2 separate regions of the Rattus norvegicus genome follow, and region 1 is linked to region 2. A link is a contact called in public Hi-C data. All regions are on one chromosome and are shown on one strand. The core of a region is the stretch at or near the end of the contact, and the rest is flanking DNA. Distances in the headings are between cores, read along the strand shown. Region 1 holds the start of Nfxl1 (nuclear transcription factor, X-box binding-like 1). Region 2 overlaps Txk (TXK tyrosine kinase).

Evidence for each region. A called contact is a pair of places that touch in the nucleus more often than the background predicts.
Region 1: a contact with region 2 is called in a Hi-C map of liver, with 4 times the contacts expected there. The contact joins the promoter of Nfxl1 here to the enhancer-like site in region 2. A contact is called at or near these places in 6 of 12 Hi-C or Micro-C datasets (the A7r5 cell line, Schwann cells, hepatocytes and 2 more).

Annotation. Positions count from the first base shown.
Region 1 is chr14:35,977,614-35,981,835 of GRCr8, reverse strand. Nfxl1 (nuclear transcription factor, X-box binding-like 1) reads right to left here and starts at 1,753. Exons shown (of 23, transcript NM_001170438.3): 1 at 1,641-1,753; 2 at 1,093-1,347. The coding sequence starts at 1,345.
Region 2 is chr14:35,857,306-35,861,263 of GRCr8, reverse strand. It overlaps Txk (TXK tyrosine kinase), which reads right to left. Exons shown (of 15, transcript NM_001024255.1): 10 at 1,732-1,903. Among named protein-coding and RNA genes, the nearest start is that of Txk, 41 kb to the right of the region's middle. Within about 2 kb of position 1,278, at least 7 of the 93 cell types and tissues checked have an H3K27ac peak or open chromatin away from gene starts, as enhancers often do. A contact at or near this core is called in liver, where this site is marked.

The DNA.
Region 1 (4,222 bases), core at 504-3,003, 120 kb before region 2:
ACAACTCAACATTACAAGGATGGCGTTAATCTCTGGGAATGAACCCTGGCAGGGGTTGGGGGATGTTTTTTTAAAAAAAAAAAAAAAAAGCTGAATTGGGACATATATGTACCTAGCAACATTTGGAGAAATGTCACAAAGTGACCAGGCAGTCTTCTTACCTTATTCCTTCAACACACAGGTCAACTACTCATACAGAGAATGCTTGCTTTCCTGCTACCCACAAAATCCAAGCAAGCTTACCAGCTGGCTCCTAGGTCTCTCAATAGCACACTTCACCTCTATGATAAACTGACCACTGCAAGTGAAATCAACGCAAACTAACTTTCAAGTTACCCTGAGAAACCCCACACAGAGGCTCAATTCTGCTCCTACCAGAAAGGGAGAAATGATGCAATTATACTGTAATCTCAGAAATAAAAATTGTAAAAGTCTTCTGAAAAGCCCATGGCAAACACAAAATGCTTTCAGGGACCATTCTCTTTTATCTAGGTACAGTTAAATACTCTCTACATTGCATTAAAACAAGATCTTGGACCAAAGCTATTGGCAAATTCACGGTGGCAACACCTGATACATCATGGAAAGACATGGAATTTATGAACAGGGATGGGTCAAAAATAACCAATGCGCTTACAGGTCCAAAGAGGTCTCAGACAGTCCAAAAAGTCAGGTAGCCTGGTAAAGACGGCTATCAACAACTAGTCTTGAGGGCAGAGTTAATTAATGAAGAATGGAATTCCCGATCTGCACGTAAATGGGATTCTGAGACCTTAGCCTAGCACAAGGTCTTACTTTACAACAGATGTAAACATTGTAGATTTTAAAAGAAAGCAAACTCTGGCGATCCGTGTACTGAGTTAACCAAATCAGCTGCACACCATTCAGGAAGGTAAGTAACAAAGGCAATACCAATTAAAATGAGGATGCAAGAGATGAGATGGAAATCTGCCTGAATCCGAGAAGATTCCTGATACTAAACTCCCTGAGCAGTTAAAAAGTGAATGAGACTTGAGGGCCCTGGCAGCCAGCGATAAGCTGGGAAGTGACTGGGGAGTTTGGTGGGGCGGAGGGGACCTGAGCCATCCTCACCTGAGCCATCCTCACCGCCGACCCACAGGGGCTGCGGGGCTTCGCCTCCAGCAGAGCGCTGCTTGTGACCCGCAGGGCCCGGAGTTGCTGCTCTCCTCGGGCCGGGGGCCGAGGGCACCGCGCCCCCAGACCCTTTGGCTCGCCCTCCCCCTGCGCCGCTAAGAGGGACTCCATTTCCTGAGAGGGGCACTGCGGTACCCCTTCCTCGGGCTCGGCCTCGGCCAGCGGCCACCTGGCGCCAGGAAGCGTCCATCCCTGCAGAGAAGAGATAAAGGAGGAGAAGGAGCGTGAGCGACCGCGAAGTCGAGGCTGGATGCGGACCGACCGCGCGACACGGAAACCGGGTCTGAGGAGGTCGCGGCCCTGTGTCTCCCGAGGGCCAGTCCCCGCCAAACCCAGGCTGGAGCGACGAGCGGGGAGGAAAAGGACGGGGGCCAGAAATGAACCACCGACCCACGAGGAGCCCACCCGGGACAGGAAAAGCCCAGCCACGGGAAATCCTCGTCACCCTCAGGAGAAGTGCGGTGGGCACCGAAACGCTGACTGACCGTGACGCCGCGGCCGGGAACCAACTGCTGAAGTGGACCGCACCGAAAGCTACGTCTCCTTACCGACGGCGCCCACCGCCAGCGACTACAACTCCCAGAAGCCTCTGCCCGCGGACCGTAGAATGCGTGGCAGCGCGGCCGCTTATGGGGAAGAAGCTAAGAAATTCTCAGCGCGCATGCGCCTATGCGGTTGCTCTCGACCTTTGGAAACTATATTTCCCAGAGTGCTCTGGAGCTCGTGAAACGTAGACACCTTCATTGGTGGGCGTGTCGGGGAGCGAGCTCTCAAGTCTCCCTTTAGCAGCTGCTCCCCGGAAATACCGGATATGTCAGGATTCAGTCAGAGAGGACAAAACTGACATAAAGTTATTTTCGCCATAGTTTCCTGCTTGCAGGTAGCGGCAAATCCTCATTCAGGAAGTTCTTAGAAAACAGAGGACGCTATGGGGAACAGGGTCAGGAAAGCCCCAGGAGCATTGTAGGAAAAGTGACTTGAGTGGAGAAAATTCAACTCCCAATGAAATCCACCCCTAGTATTACCTCCTTTTATACTTTAAAACAAGCTTTCCTTTGGAGACTGCTTATTTTCCCTTCAAAACTGCTTTCTCAAGTAGATTCATTAAGGAAAATATCTGAGAACCAACAGCTAACCTGTACGTATAGGTTGCAGAAGTTCATTCAGTGGTCTCTTGGGAAATGAGTCGAATTTTGGTTGATACTTGAAAATTATACATTCTTTAAACTACCATTCAGCTTAGTTAATTCCCCAACATTTACAACAATTATATTTAGCTGCCATTTAATGTGTCTGGGAGTGTACAAAATGTTTACACATGTTATATTGAAAGACCCACCCCATGAGTCTTAACTCAGAGCTGCAACAGGCTTGAACGAGCCCAGGCACGCCCAGATACCTAGGGCCGAGTCACCATTAAAACTAACAGACCAGGGGCTGGGGATTTAGCTCAGTGGTAGAGCGCTTACCTAGGAAGCGCAAGGCCCTGGGTTCGGTCCCCAGCTCCGAAAAAAAGAACCAAAAAAAAAAAAAAAAAACAAAAAAAAACTAACAGAACATAAAAGGAAAGGAATACAGAACAGACTAGGAGTACCGGATCTGGCAGGAAGGGATAAGCCCCCAGCCCCCGACATTCAGGACTCTTTTACCATGTTACAACCTCATTCGAATATGATTCAAACCTGCCAATGTGTGTAGCTATACCTTATTACCTCATCATGTGAAATAACCAATCATATGTGAACATGTCTATATGCCTCGTTTAAATCCACCAATCCCCATAACTATGCATCTGCTTCTGTACGCCCGCTTCTGCTTCCCCAAACCCTATAAAAGCCCCATGCTGGAGCTGCTGGGCGAGCAAGTCCTCCGAAGAGACTGTGTGCCCGCAGGTACCTGTGTTTTCCAATAAACCCTCTTGCTGATTGCATCCGAGTGGCCTCGGCTCGGTCACTGGGCGCTTGGGGGTCTCCTCCTGAGGGAAAGGTCCTCTCCAGAGGTCTTTCAATATTTGCACATATATAAAGTTTTACATATATAATTTATTGAGATGAGGATTTTTTTTTTTTTTAGTATTATCTAGGAGCTCATGATCCTCTCACCACAGCCTTCAAAGTTGGTGCTCCAGGTCTTCACCACCATGCCCACTGTGGTAATAAATTTTGTACTCAAAATAACCTTATTTATCATTCTACTTTTACCACTGGGAAAACTGAAGCATAGAGAGGAAACTAAGCTTTAATTCTATCATGTTTTTAATTTCTTACATGTAGGTATTACATCATGGCCTGTACTTTAACCAAAATCAGTAAATGTCCAGGGAATAGTGAGTCGACAGACGATTAGGAGACCCTCAAAGAACCTTGGTGTGTAGCACAGATCTGTGTCAGCACATTGTCCACATCTCCGTACTGAACCTTCATGCGAACACATTTCCTCCATCCCTCCAAACAATATTAACTATTCTGATATTTATTGAAAGTTTCATACAAGCATTCCTTTAATTACCTGCTTAGTAGCATATGGAGTCTTATCACTGAAACCAATTTTTAATAAATAAATAACACAAAAAATCTTTCTCGACACTGTAGCAGAACCTGGGTTGCAAGTAGGTAGACTGACTCGTGGCCTCCTATCTTAGACTTAACTATATGATGATTGTGTAACTTTCCTCAATGTCCTGCATCTGCAACAACCTGATAAGTTGTGTGGTAACTAGTTGGTCCTCAGCCCTTGTCATGAAACCTGTAAATGACAGAGTCTAATGGGGAGGCTGGAGGTTTTAAGTCAAGCATGTGTCCTTGAAGGAGACTAGGACTTTGCTCCCCCCTCCCTCGGCTGGAGGTGAAGATTTGGCCCCTGCCACACAAGCCTAGAATGATGTATTGTCTGACCACAAATACCAATCAGTGAGGCCAGTCGTTTAAGATTGAAACCTCATGAACCCACAGACCAAACTACACTTTTCCTCTTTTTAAGGGAGTTTAATCTCAGGAATGTGATACAGTTCCTCGAAAGCTGAAAAATACATGTGGATATTCCAATTGGAGCACTTAAAATTTTCCCA
Region 2 (3,958 bases), core at 29-2,528:
TAGAGGTTTTTAATTCTTTTAAAGTATTTTCAAAAATTTTTCAGCCCTCTTATAAGGTTCCCGAGCTCCTGTGTCTTCCCTTGGAAGAGCATCCTGAGACATGGGAGCTCAGGACATCTCCTGATACCCTTCTCTAACCCTTCTCTTCCCTTGGTAACAGAATCAAGTTTCATGGTTCTCAATATCATCTTTGGGGACTATGCTCAAATTCATGCCCTCTACCCTGCCCTCTCTCCTGAACTCTAGCCTCATGCATTTCCCTGACTACTTAGTCACCTTTAATCTTCTAGTAGGCTTCTCCAATTCAACACCAACACACACGAATGCGCACACACACACCCACCCATGCTTGCCTGCACCTGGAGCTCCCTGCACAACTCTTAGCCAGCTACACTAGAGAAAATCCTCTTAGCAATTACTGTTTTTATAACCCTGTGGAGGAGCATGTGACTCTTATAAATTCCTGGACTCCCGAATCATGTAAGTTTTATCAGCTTCGAAAGTCTTATGAGCAGCGGGGAACATTCTGGTCCCAGGAAATAGCTTTACTGGCTACAAATGTAAATACATCTATCACTTGTCCAACAGTGAGTCATGACACGTCTCTAAGCAGGGACCGATATGTGTGTCGAGAGAGTAACGTGACAGAAGGCAGGAACACACATTTCTACGCACACGTGTTGTCTCTGCCTGTGGGAAGGTTTTCTCCTACTCGCTCAACTGCTCATCTTCAGGAAGTGATTCCTGAGTTCCCAACCAGGGTTGTCTCATTCAAAAAGCCCCTCATCTCCTCATGTCCAGAAAAGATTGTGAGATGGTTTGAACTCGGAGTTGCACATCTCACATTCATTCTTTTCACTTTAATCCAATGCACACTGCTATCCTTCTGTCCTTGGGTAACAGAACTCCCTGATCAGAGAGCACAGGTCGGCCACAGGTGTACCAGGTATGTTGTAATGACAGCAACAACAATAACAACCCAACAGTGTCACTGGGAAGCTGGTGTCCCTGGACAATTGCTGTTTACTGTAACTCCACCCACTTTCATTCTCTTGTAAACAGGTAGGAGAAAGGATGCTTTGATAGGTCACTTGGAGTAAGAGCTTGAAAACTCCCAAAGTCCTAATTGCTCTGTCTCCATGGAGAATGGCTCTAGCTCATCGCTCCGGTTGCTACCTAGTTCTGTTCATTCTGTGTCCCTCTGGGGTAGAACGATGTGCTCTGCACAATAGAACAGTTGAAGTTAGGACATCTGTTTTTGTTCTATGCTGATGCATTGCTGTGCTTCTAAATAAACACTGAACAAATGTTTAGAGAACATTGATTTGAGCCTTCCTGGTCCAAGATCAGATTACAGTGACAAACCACAACCAATCTATTGGCTTGTGTGGGGACAAAGCACCACAGCTAAAGATCACTTATTCAGCACCTACCACCGAGCTGAGCATAATATACTTTCCCTGTCTTTCTCATTAACTGTTTCATTAACTCACACCTCGATCCAATGCCAGAGTACCATTATTTGCAGTTTTATAGGTGAGGACTCCAGAGACATGAGGGTGACATAGTTCATGCATGCCACACAACAGTTAAGTGATTTGCCTGGGTTACACAAATGGCTTGGGCAGAGCTGTGACCCAGGTGCAGGTGTATCTGATTCCAAAGTCCAGGTTCTGTCCGAGACTCCAAGGGGCGGGGCTGTGTGTACATGGGGTGGGGCCTCGTACTCACATCATCACCTTGGCTTCCTCAATGAAATCTTCTTCAGACATGGAGCCTTCATTGATGGCCTTGATGGCGACCCGGATACGTGCTCTCCACTCTCCTAAGTAGACTACCCCAAACTGACCACTTCCGATCTCCTTGACAAAAGTCAACTCAGACGGATCTATTTCCCACTTTTCTAGAAAGGCAAATGACTCATGTTAAAAATGAAGAAAGAATGGTTTAAAAAAAATTTTTTGAGAGAAGATAGGAATTATCCAGTCCTATCTCCTTGTTTTATGTAGATGTTAAAGATATACAGGAGAGAATCTATAACTTAATAGATAATCCAAGACATCAAAGGTTAAAGATTTGCTTACTTGGGGACAAGGCTATAAACATTGAGACTAACAGAACACTATGTTTAATATAGTGGGTTCAACCCCTGTGGGTTGGGGATTTGGCTCAGTGGTAGAGCACTTGCCTAGCAAGCGCAAGGCCCTGGGTTCTGTCCCCAGCTCCGGAAAAAAACAAACAAACAAACAAAAAAAACACCTGTATACTTTTCTAAACAAATTAGACATGGGACCCAAAACAGTGATGTTCCCAGCCTGGTTTTGTTATAGTGTTAAGGTTGGGGTATTTCCTCTTCCTGGGGCCACTTCCGCTTCCTGTTTTAGTTCCTCCTACTATTCTCATTCCACTGCTAAACACCCTTCCTGCCTTGCGTAGCCTCTTCTTAGGAGTGGGTCTAATCATCTACTATCCATGTCCATTGCCAGAATATTAGCCAATGTATACCTAAACGTGTTTGAGGTGAAATCTGTGTTGTTGTATATTTCTCATTTCTCATAAGCAAGCCAGGTAGTGGAGGTGGGGGAATGTTTTAAAAATGATCCCCTTGAAACTGTGAAAGCTTAACATTTTAGCACCTACTTTTTCTACAGCAACACCACCATCTGCTGGAAATTTAGGATAATGCACTTAGCAGAATTATTATTGAAGTAGTCCCCACTCCTGAAGTGAAATGCTGTTGTAAAAGTGACAGGAGAAACCGATTTATGACCTTGACAGTGGCATAGAATTTCTTAATAGAATATCATCACAGAGGAAAATATTAATAAATGACAATTCAATATTTTGTCTGCACATCCGCAGAGATGGTTAAGAGCCCTGGCCACCCCAGCAGAAGACCAGAGTTCAATCTCCAGCACCCACATGCTGGCTCAAAACCATCCTTAGCTCCATTTCATTCAAGGGAACCCAGTTCCCTCCCTCTTCTGGCTTCTGCAGGCATCAAGCATGCATGAAGTCCTGTTACACACATGTAGACAAAACACTCAGACACATGAAATAAAGATAAGTCTTTAAAAGAATGTGTTAAGAACAAATCAACCAGAAAAGGCACAGAATCTAATTTTAAGGGCAAAGATGGTGAGAATTTGATCATAAAAGAGAATATTTAAATGACCACTATACCTATTAAAAGGTGGTCAAAATAACTAATCATGAGGGATCAAAATTAAACCATAAAGAAACACTGCCAGACACTTAACCAGAATGGCTAAAGGGAAGTTTGAGCACGGGGAAAGAGTAGAGCTAGCATTCCTATGCATTGTCGAGAGGGGTAGAACTTGGTATAGATTCCTTGGAAAATTGACTCTGCCTAGTAAATCTCAAACGTCGTGACGAGCCTCTGACTTAACCAAACTACTCTAAGCTATATGTTCAGTGGGGCATAAACGTACATTTATCATCTAAGCATAAACAAGAGCTTCTGTAACAATAGTGTTTATAAGAACAAAGCATGAGGGACAACCCTGATGGCTGTGCAAAGCAGGAAGTAATCCTAATTATGTAGCCCTGTGTCCCAATGAAAGTGAGCCGGCCACACCCAACACAGTAGATGCAATTCAAAGTGGTGAGAACAGGAAGAGGCCAGACACAAGAGTATGTAGTTGCTCATTTGATTACCTAAAGTGCTCAAAACTTGGTAAAAGCACACTATCCAATAGGTGTGGCTTACGCATTATTCTGTTCAAAGAAGTTGAACATTTTCTAAGAAATTAAAGAGCACAGTAGTCAACCACATTTCTAATTATGTAAGTCCTTACATACAGGAATGCTAGATGTACCCGGAACACCCTGAAGTCACCCTTCCAACATTCTTAAACTGAGACCTTGAACCATAGCTATTTTTATGCAATATAATTCCTGTTTCTTTTTTTTTTTTCCCCAGTATAATCTGAGTCCT